Regions from separate parts of the Capra hircus genome. Here region 1 is linked to region 2. Evidence: chromatin contacts called from public Hi-C data. All regions are on one chromosome and are shown on one strand. The core of a region is the stretch at or near the end of the contact, and the rest is flanking DNA. Distances in the headings are between cores, read along the strand shown.

The links. Hi-C and Micro-C count contacts between places; a contact is called where the count stands out from the background.
Region 1: a contact with region 2 is called in a Hi-C map of blood, with 3 times the contacts expected there. The contact joins two enhancer-like sites. A contact is called at or near these places in 2 of 5 Hi-C or Micro-C datasets (both in blood).

What each region holds. Positions count from the first base shown.
Region 1 is chr22:57,739,198-57,744,197 of ARS1.2, reverse strand. SLC6A6 (sodium- and chloride-dependent taurine transporter) reads left to right here. Exons shown (of 14, transcript XM_018067225.1): 9 at 1,199-1,311. Among named protein-coding and RNA genes, the nearest start is that of SLC6A6, 70 kb to the left of the region's middle. Within about 2 kb of position 2,672, at least 1 of the 5 cell types and tissues checked has an H3K27ac peak or open chromatin away from gene starts, as enhancers often do.
Region 2 is chr22:57,909,492-57,914,893 of ARS1.2, reverse strand. No RefSeq gene overlaps it. Among named protein-coding and RNA genes, the nearest start is that of LSM3, 64 kb to the left of the region's middle. Within about 2 kb of position 2,658, at least 1 of the 5 cell types and tissues checked has an H3K27ac peak or open chromatin away from gene starts, as enhancers often do.

The sequences.
Region 1 (5,000 bases), core at 1,423-3,922, 170 kb after region 2:
TACAGGGACTCGCCCTCGCCGCCACGCGTGTGCTCAGCGCCGTGCGATGTGGTTTCTGGCTGCAGTTTGTTTCAAAGTTGTTTTTTGTTTTTCTTTCTTAGACCATTCATTTTGTTCCCGACCCCTGTTTTACTGTTTTAAATATCCTGTCCTCCAGCCCTGTTTGTTTCACATTTCTTGACTTTTTTTTTTTTTTTTAGTTGTGGATTTTACTGTATATTTTTTCTTTAGCCCTAGCCCTTCTCTCTTTTGCGGCCCCCAACCCTCTGGGAGACCCACAGGTCTCAGTTACAACTCAGCCCTTCTCCCGGTTGTCTTCTCTCAGGCCCAGCTGGAGGTGGGAGGGAACGTTTGCAATTGGAGGCACCCCCCAGAGCTGGTGGGAATTCTCCCTGAGAATATGTCAGAGCACCCCCTGGAGACCAGAGCCCTTTGCCAAGGAAGTGGCCCCAGCACCCAATATTCTGAGCAGGAGAAGCCTCCTTGGGGTTCACTTACGGGAGCCTGCCCCCAACCCCTGCAGGGAGACTGCCCCGTGAGGTTGCGTGGTGATGTGGAGAGAGGAGGTGCTGGGCGGAGGACTGCACAGCGGCCAGGGGGCTGCCCGCCTGGGGTCTTACCCTGCTCACCCCTCCCCCAGCTTTGGGCCTCAGCTGTCATGGTGCTCGGGTGGGTGCACAGATGCACCCCGGAGACACGTGGGCCCCGCAGGGCGTGGTTCTGGGTTCTTTTTTCTGGCCACGCGGTCATTGTTTCAGTGGAAAGCTTGTCTCTGCAAACCGGGATTGGTGGTCAGATAACCGGAGCACTCCCTGGTTTTGCTTCCTTCCAGCAAACGTTGGTGCGGGTCTCTGGTTTTGGGGGAGGGGGAGCCCCTCCTTTCCCCAGCTGGCAGACCGAGTCCCAGCTCGGTCCCGTCTGCCACTCCCATAACCGGTGTCCGCCCAGAGCCTGGGGCCTGAGGAGGCCAGCAGTGCAGCTGCGTAGGAGACAGATGCTAAAACGGGCCCCCGCCTGAGCCCCGGCGCGTCCCATCCCGAATGAGAACAGGCCTGGTCTCTCACCCCAGGCGGGCCCCTGCATCGGGGACTGGGGAGACCCGTCCCGGACCCCGAGTGTCTTGTATGGCTCCGGGGCTCGGGGCAGCTCGGGCACTGATGACCCCCTCTCCCCGCCCCCCCATCTTCTCTCCCCTTAGGTCCTGGCCTGGCCTTCATCGCCTACCCGAAAGCCGTGACGATGATGCCGCTGCCCACATTTTGGTCCATCCTTTTTTTCATTATGCTTCTCTTGCTTGGACTGGATAGCCAGGTATGTGCAGAGCGAGGGGATGGTCCCCAGGCAGGTCTGCCCCTGGGCGAGGGAGGAAAGGCCCCCCCCAGAAACCTGGTTCTGGCAGAGCCTCCCTCTGTGCTGTGATGAGCTGGTGGCAACCCCCAACACACACACACACACACACACACACACACACACACACACAGCCCGCAGCAGCTGCAGCCAGCGAGGGTTCCTGGACCCCGGGGGAGGGAACGGCCCAGGGCGGCAGCAGGATGTCATCTGCGCCAAAGCTCGAGCCTTTGACCTCAGCGGGGGAGAGAGAGACACTCTTGGGTGTGGGCCCAGGGGTACAAGGAGAAGGGCGAGACCATAGTTGGTGGCACGCGCCGCGGAGCGCAGAGCCCCCAGGCAGGCCCCAGCGGGACCCAGCACACAGGCCGTTCGGGCAGGCGGCCGACACGGCTGTCCGGGGCGTGAGTGGCCACTGACAGTCCTGAGCGCAGCCACGGAAGCTGGAACCGGGCTGTGCTCACCACCTCCTAGGGCACGTGGGTCAGCGAGCTTGGCCCCCACAGGGAAACCGAGCCCCAGAGCCTTGCTTAACCCCCCCACCCTCCCCACACAAGCAGGACCCCCTGCTACCCTGTCATCATTCCCTGCGCCTCTTAACCCCCATGTCCCAGCCCTCCAGGGCTTAAGCCTCCCCCTCCCCAGGGTGTGTCCGCGTGCGTCAGCCGGGGCTGCGTCTGCCTTTGGAGTAACTCAGTTCCCAGGCTCACTTGCCCCCACAGTGTTGCTTTGTTGAACACGTTTCTTCCACCCTTGCCTCAGTTTCCTCATCTGGTAAATGGGTATGATTGTATCTTCGTTGCCTTAGGTGATACGCCAGGCGCGCTTCCTGATTAGAAGCAGTAAGTGGTACCCAGAGGACGTTAGAGCGAGCCCCTGGGACACCTTTCCCTGGAAATAGGAGGGGGCAGTTAGGGTGTGCAGGGCAAGCTAGTCCTGTGCCCAGGACCACCCAAGGGCCTCCATCCGAGGTCAGTCGCTGACAGGCAGCCTCGTGTGCCAGCTGGGGGTCCAGATGCCTCACAAAAGTCTGGTCAGCTGGGGCCCTGCGATCAGTGGGGGCTCTACCCCTTCAGGAGAGAGCCTTGCCCACCGTCCGTCTCCTAGGCAGCAGCCTCGAAGCCAGTGAACAGATGGGCCCCCGGGGACTCAGGACCTGGGAGGTGGGAAGTCTCAGAAGGTCAGGCAAGGGAGAGAGGGTGGTCCGCTAGCAAGGTCCAGAGCAGAGCGGAGGGTTTGCCAGAAAGAAGACTAGGATTAGCAGAGAAGACTGAAGGAAAACATTTGGGAGACGGGAGACAAAAATAACTTGAGCAGTTGTTGATGAACTGAGCTGTGTAAACAGAGAGAGGGCCCCATCCATCAGCCTTGGTTAATGAGCTTGGCCTTCGGAGGCCCCCAGCAGCCAGCTTTTATAACCTCTTCCAGAGCTCTCAGCAAAACCCAAAAAAAGAAGACAGAAAGAGGTTAATAAATGACAAAGCAGGCCATCTCCAGACTGGCCTCTTGGGCTGCGGAAGGGGCCCCGGTGGTTATTCATTAGATTTCCCCTGGGAGGCAGGTGGGGCCTGGTGGAGGCTGTGCGCCTCGGAGCCAGACCCCCCACGGCCCTTCACTTCAGGAAGCCAGAAGCTCTCCAGGGCAGCGTCACCCTGAGCAAGCTCTCCTGGTTCAGAGCATGGCGCTCGCAGCACCGAACGACCTGCCTAATTGACGCACCAGGACAGGGCGTGGTGGGATTTGAGCCCTGGGATCCCTCTGCTGCACCTGTGTGAACCTGGGGACGTGGGAGAAGGTTTTACAGACACACCACCACCAGCCATGATAAGGGCCTACCCTGCGAGGTGTCCACTGGGACCAGGCTCCACGGGCCACGTGTGGGAAATCCTATAACGCGAAATTGACCCTCTTAGCCATGTTTGAGGGCTTCCCCAGCGGCTCAGAGGGAAAGAACCTACCTGCAAAGGAGGAGACGCTGGTTTGATCCCTGCGTCAGGAAGTTTGTCTGAAGAAGGGAATGGCAAACCCCTCCAGTGTCCTTGCCTGGAAAAATCCCACTGGACAGAGGAGGCTGGCGGGCTACAGTCCATAGCGTCGCAAAGAGTCGGACACGACTGAGCGACTGAGACCCATTTGTAAGTGCTTGTTTGGTGCATTAAGGACACTCACGTCGTCATAGCCGTCACCAGCATCATCTCCAGGGCTTTCTCATCTTTCCAAACAGAAAGTCTGTCCCCACCAAAACCCCCCTTTCCTCCAGCTGCCACCTGGCTTTTCAGCATCAGCAGGATGCGCTCACTTTCCAGCGAAGGAAGTGGTGGAGGCTCTGAGAAGGCGGGGCTGTGGCACTATTAACTGAGTCAGGTCTGGAGAGGCTGGCGGAGGGGGCGTGGTGCCCCCAGGGCCGCAGCAAACTCAAGAGGGGCTGATGCCGGTATTGGCCCTGACTCTCAGCGACCCCGGATCTGCCTGTCTTTGATTTTCAAATCTCAAAAAGGGAAAGAACCTCTTTCTCTGACTCCTTTACAAGGTTAACGTCAGAGCTGCTGGTCTGCTCTAGATCACTGGCAGTTTAGACTCCGCGCCGCTTGGGCTGAGACATCGATCAGAGGTCTGAGCACCTGCCCGCTGTTCTCTTGGGACCCCTTCCAAGAGCTCCTTGGTCATCGTTTCTCTGAACTCCCGGCCCCTTTGAGCTCACGGGAGGGACCTGCTGTGTGTGTGTGTTCCCTGATTCTCCCGTGATGCTTCCCAGAGAAGCCAGCGGTTGGCCGTGTCTTGCAGGAAGGCTGTGGGAGCAAACCTCCCAGTGTCTGTCCCAGAGGAAAGAGCCGACGGGTTGAGGTTTTAGCTTTTGGGTGTCGAGTGGACTCCGATGACCTCAGAGGGCGTGTTGGCTGGCCGAGCCGTTTGGCTGTGGCCACTCCAGTTAAAATGTGTCAGTGTGCCCTTTCACCCCAAACTGCACCTCTAGACTGCTGTGCTGCGGATGGCGGTGCCTACAGACAGACATGGTCCTGCCCAGGTCGGCCGCCACGGGAGCTGGAATCGGTCTGCGGGGCACCTTCACTTGAGGTCGTGAAGCCACTAAGATCCTTGCGATACGCATCCACGGGATGGGGTTAGCGCCCCCGTCTGAGTGCCGAGGCGGCTCCATGGACTGACGTGGAACGTCCCCCAGCCCAGGATAAATTGTTAGGGGCAACGATGGGAAGGTTTAGAAAGACCGAGGGTCACCCTCAAAGGTTACCTATGGACTGGCCTTTCTATCACCTTTGGGAGTTCCGGGAATCGTAGGCAGCATTGGACTCACGCACATAGGCCTGTGGGCGTGCATGCAACGTGTGCGAAATCCTCCCGTGGAGCCCACGGTCCCCACAGGGTTAAAGACCACCAAGTGTCTTCAATCTGGGAACTGAAGCCCAGACCTGCCTGGGTCACCACCCACAGCTCACGTGCTGCTGTGTACCTGGCCCGGCTGGGTGCCCAAGGCCCAGGAATAGGAGTGCACCACCTTCTGCTTCCAGGAAAACCCAGACGCAAGCGGGAGGTTGCCCGCGTTGACACACCGGCCAGCAAGTGTGCCGGGCGGAGGGGTCTCAGGGGCGTGGACTATCTGGAGAGCCGTGCAGGGCCCACCAGGCCTGGCCCGA
Region 2 (5,402 bases), core at 1,409-3,908:
GAAGGCATTGAGAAATCTGCTTGGTGAGACCGCCGCTCCCAGGGGGCCTCCTGCTTTACCCCCAGCTCTGGCCTGAAAGCAGAAGGGTGCAGAGGAGAAGGAACACAGATCCTCCTACCTTGGGCTGGGAGGAGAAGTCGCGGAGCCACAAGAGCTCTGACACCTTCACCGCCATGAGCCGGCCCACCTGACCTGCGACCCTCCCCAGCCCTGCAGACGCGGCCACTGCTTCCATGCTCTCGCTGGGGGAGGAGGCCCAGGCTCGGCGGGCCCCGGTCTCAGGCCCCCGCTTCCGATCCAGTTAGAGGCCAGTCCGTGTTCCTTTCACTGGCTTGCTTGATTTTGTTGTAGTTCAGTCGCTCCGTCGTGTCCGACTCTTTGCGACCCCACGGACTGCAGCACGCCAGTTGCTCAAACTCACGTCCATCAAGCCTGTGATACCATCCAGCCATCTCATCCTCTGCCGTCCCCTCCTCCTCCTGCCCTCAGTCTGACTGTGGGAAAACAGACACAACGTGAACTCTATCAGTCTAACCGTTTTGTGTGTCCGGTTCAGTGGCGTTAGGTACACTCGCACTATGGCGCAGCCGGCAGCGCCAGCATCTCCAGAGCTTTCTCATCTTCCCAGACTGAGTCTCTGCCCCGTTAACCACTGATGCCCACTCCGCCCGCCCCTTCAGCCCCCTGGGAGCCACCGTTGACTCGCTGTCTGTGGATTCGACTGCTCTAAGGACTTCATATTGCAGGACCGTGCAGTATGGGTCCTCTTGTGACCCGCTGGTTTCCCCGAGCACCGTGTCCTCGGGGCTCACTGATGTTGTAAGCATGTGTCAGAGTTTCCTCCCTTTAAAGGCTGGATAATATTCCATTGTACGGGGAGACCACATTCTGCTCGTACACCCTTGGGTTGCTTCCGCTTTTTGGCTGTGAGTAATGTTGCTCTGAACAAGGGTGTACAAATACCTCCTCAAGACTCTGCTGTCCGTTCTTTCGGATATATGTCCAGAAGTGGAACGGCTGGATCACATGAGAGTTCTGTTTTTAGTGTTTTAAGGAACTGCCATCCTGTTTTCCATTCCCCCCAGGGCTGTGCAAATAAATGTTCCAGTTTCTCCACGTGCCCCCGACGATGGTTTCTTTCTGGTGCTTCTTCTTCTTTGGTCCTGGCATTTCAGTCACCGTCCTGATGGCTCGGACATGGTATCTCACTGATTTGCATTTTGCTAACAGTCGGTCCCGCTGAGCATTTCTCCAAGTACTCTTTGGCCATCTGAGTATCTTCTTTGGAGAGTTGTCTACTCAACTCAACTCCTGTGACCATTTTTAAAGTCTGGTTTTTGCTCTTTGTTGTTGTTGAGTTGCAAGAGTTCTTTACGTATTCTGGATATTAACCCCTTATCATACAGGTGATTTGCAAATACTTTCTCCCATTCTCGAGGTGGCCTTCCTTTTTTTTTTTTTTAAAGAAACCTCTGTTTCATAACCTTTTGTCTCACATGCATAAAGAAGAGGGCATGGAACATAAGTGCCTGAGGCGTTGAAGATGCACACACCCATGTGACTGCCGCTGGCTCCTCCTCCGCCCTGCCCCCAGCCCCTTCCCCTCCCCTCTTCCCGAGAGGTCCCATGATGCTGACTTCTCCCCGCTTAGGTTAGCTTTGCCTCCTTTCAGGCTCCGGACGGGGAACAGCCCAGCGTTTGTCCCTTTCTCTTCGAGGCTCTCTCTTCCCTCTTGGCCGCTTATCCCCGCACGGAGGCCCAGCTTGGTCTCCCTCACTGCTCTGGGAGGTTCCGTGGACGCCCCATCCCCAGTTCCCGTCCGCCTGGTGACGGACATGAGGCCTGTACGGCTCCCTGGAGCCGCGGTCAGCCCGGGGCCCACTGTCCGAGCCTGCAGGGGCCATTCATCTCAAATGCTGTCTGCCCTAAGCTTTCCCAGCAGGCTCACGAGACAGTACGGAGGCGGGCACTGCCCACCGTCTCCACCCCAGCCCTGTCTCTCTCCACCAGCCCAGGAGGCCTCCCCATTCTCACCCTGGGGCCCGGCTCAGCGTCTGCCCCGTGGATTCTGGCCGCGAGAACCCAGTGCAAGTCCGTCTGGTTAGGGCAGGAGGTCCCTAACCAGTGAGGGTGTGTAGGGCTGCAAACTCCACGGGGACCCTGAGCAGGAGCTCCCAGCTTCAAGAGGGTGTTGCTGCGTGGGGATGGGGACTTGTCGTGCCTGAGAAGCAAGCGCTCCGCTGAGTGGCCTGGCAAGCATCCGCTGTTGCGGGGGCCGCGTGTGGCCACTCTGCTCCTGGTTGTCATGGACATGAGGGTGGCATCGCTTCCCAGCCCCGCTAGTAGGAGCGGGTGCCCTCCCTGCCCCATCAGTTCCTCCTCTGTGTTCCCAGCCTCCTGTGAACTCAGTGGAATAGCCACCTTGCTGCTAAAATCTTGGTCCCCAGGACACTGCCGCTCTCCCTCCTGGGCTGTCCTTGGAGCCTCTTGGAGGCAGGCAGGCAGCTCCTCTCCCCCAGGGCCTCAGATCCCACTCTCAGGTTTCAAAAAAACGACCTGAAACGTTGTAAAGGGTGAGAGACAGCCACAGCACGAAAGGCGGGCGCTTCCAGAGGAAAACTGAACGGGCAGGTCTCCCCCGCACCCCGCAGCCCCGCCGCCCAGCTGCCCTCCGCGCGGCCCCAGCATTCCCAGTCCCTGTGTCTGTTTCCAGAAATACCGAGTTCTGTCACCGACAGGAATCCTGCATTCACATCACACAGATGGGCCTCGCTCCACACGGATTCTTTACCTTGTTATTTTTTTTTCTTACGGCAAAAATAGCAAATTGAGCCAAGTAGCCCCAAAACAATACTACTTAATTTTTTTTTTCCATTTTGAGATACTTTAAGACTCACGAGAGGTTGCAAAAATAGTACAACGAGTTCCCATGGACCTTTCCCCTGCTTCCCCCAGCTCCCCACTGAGATAACATCTTACATAATCACGGTGCATTGTCAAAACCAGGAAACTGACATTGGTGCAGTATTATTAACTCAAAATCAGACCTTATTTGGATTTCACCAGTTTTTACATGTAGTAATTGTTTTGTTTTCTGGTACATAGTTCTGTGAAATTTTATCACATGGATAGATGTTGTAACCATCAGGATATAGAACTGTTCCAATCCCCACAAAGAAATTCTCGCACACTAAACGCTTTGTAATCACATCCTTTCCCCAGCCCCATGCCCTGGCAACTACTGATCTGTTATCTCTGTGATTATATCACTCTGACAGTGTTATAGATGGAATCATACAGTACGTAACTTTCTGAGGTCGGCATTTTTTTTTTTTTTTTGCTCAGAACAGTGCCTTTGAGACCCATTTAACTGGTTGCGTATCACTAACTCATCCCTGTTGATTGCTCCGCAGTATTCCATTCAATGGTGCACCCAGGGCGTTTATTCAGTCACCTGTTGAAGGGCAGTTGGGTGGTTTCCAGATTCTGGTTCTTACAAATCCAGCTGATGTGTATGTTCGCATACAGATTTTCATATGAGCCTAAAGTCTTGGCTTTCCTAGGAGAAATACCCAGAAGTGCAATTGCTGAGTTGTATGTAAGCCTGAGTTTAATGGCTGAGAAACTGCCCCACTCTTTTCCAGATTGCTGTACCTTCTTACCCACCAGTGTGTGAGTTCCGGTTGCTTTGTGCCCTTGTCAGCCCTGGATACTATTACTTTTTGTTTCTTTCTTTCTTTTTTTAAGCCTTTTCGGTAGGTTTCTAGTACTATCTAATCAGAGCCCCATTTTGCGTTTCCCCAGTGGCTAGCAATGTGGAACGTCTTCTCTCGTGCTTATTTGCCATCCGGCTTTGGAGAACTCTGTGTTGAGACTCTCTGCCCACTTCCCAGCTGAGCTGTTAGGTTTCTCGCTGTCGGCCTTAGAGTGTTCTCTGAGTACTCTAGATACAAGTTCTCCTAGAGACGGGGTTGGAAGTCCTTTCTCCCGGCTGGAGGCTTGTCTTTTCATCCTGGAGGCAGAGTCTCTTGCGGAGCACACAGCGTTCATTTTGCTGAGGTCCAGTTCATCCCTTTTTTCTTCTTAAGGAACGTGCCTTTGGTGTTGTGGCCAGCAGATGGCTCAGTGGTAAAGAACCCGCCCGCCAGTGCAGAAGACTCGGGTTCAACACCTGGGTTGGGATCAACCTCCTGAGAAGGGAATGGCAGCCCACTCCAGCATTCTTGCCTGGAGAATCCCATGGACAGAGGAGCCTGGCGGGCTGCAGTCCACAGGGTCTGAAAGAGTCGGACGCCGCTGAGCGCGCACACGCTAGACGCCTTGCGCTTTCCTCACTGCGCCTTGTGGATCAGTCCATATCCGTGTGTACAAGGCTTCCACAGTGTGTCTCTGTGGCCACACGTATGCCAGCGTACAAAGCGAGCACCGTTTACTTCACCGTCCCCCGTGGGGACCGAGCCGTGAGCCACGAGTGAGGGCCGCAGTGAAGAGCCAGGAGCAGACCTGCTGCTGCACTGCAGCCTCACAGCTGCAGGTGCGGTTCCGGAGCGCGCTGCCCGTCCAAGCTCGAGCGTCCGTGTGCCCTGGTGTCTCCGCCGGCCCTCCCGCTCCGACGCCTGCCCATCACTGCTATTCCCCCACCTGTCACCAGCTCAGGACTTCTACCAGACGGCGGAGCCCTCCCCAGTGTCAGGCAGGAAGGGCGGTTCTCCAGGTGGCCTCCGCTGCGCTCTCTATGAGCTCCCTGTGTGTTCTTTCTGTGTCCCTTTGGTTCCTCTCCCAGGGGGCGCTTTCCTCCCGGGATCCTGTTCTGATTGGAGAGAGGAGCCCAGCCGTCCCCTCCGAATGGGGTGTGCACATGGGGCTCCATCCCAGGGCAGCCCTCACTTGCTCACTGCCCCTGACCTGCTGCCCTGCGTCTCTCTGCCGCCACGTGAACTCAGTGTGCCCCTCTGTGAAATGGGGACAAGAGCAGCACCTCCGCAGAGGACTGTGGACAGGGTGTCTTCAGTAAATGCACAAGAAAGCACTGAGAGCTCCGCCTGCCTCGGCGCTAAGGAAGCGTCGGCTCTGTGCTCATCTGTAGTTAATAATGTGTATTGAACGTGATCTTAAACACCGTCATCACAGGAGAAACCTCGCAGCTGTGCCTGGTGATGGACTGATGGATGTTGTCTTGTGGCGGTGATCACATCGCAGTGTATACACGTCTCAAATCATCAGGTTGGATTCCTGAACCTGATACACTGCTACCTGTCAGTTATATTTTAATTTCTTTTTTTCTTAAAAAGAAGTGCCAGCCCTTCTATTATTATTATCCTCTATGAGGACCAAGAGTTCAAACAGGTGTCTTCCTGCCCTGGAAGGGGTTATCCTGCCCGGCTGGACTCTTCCCAGCAGGC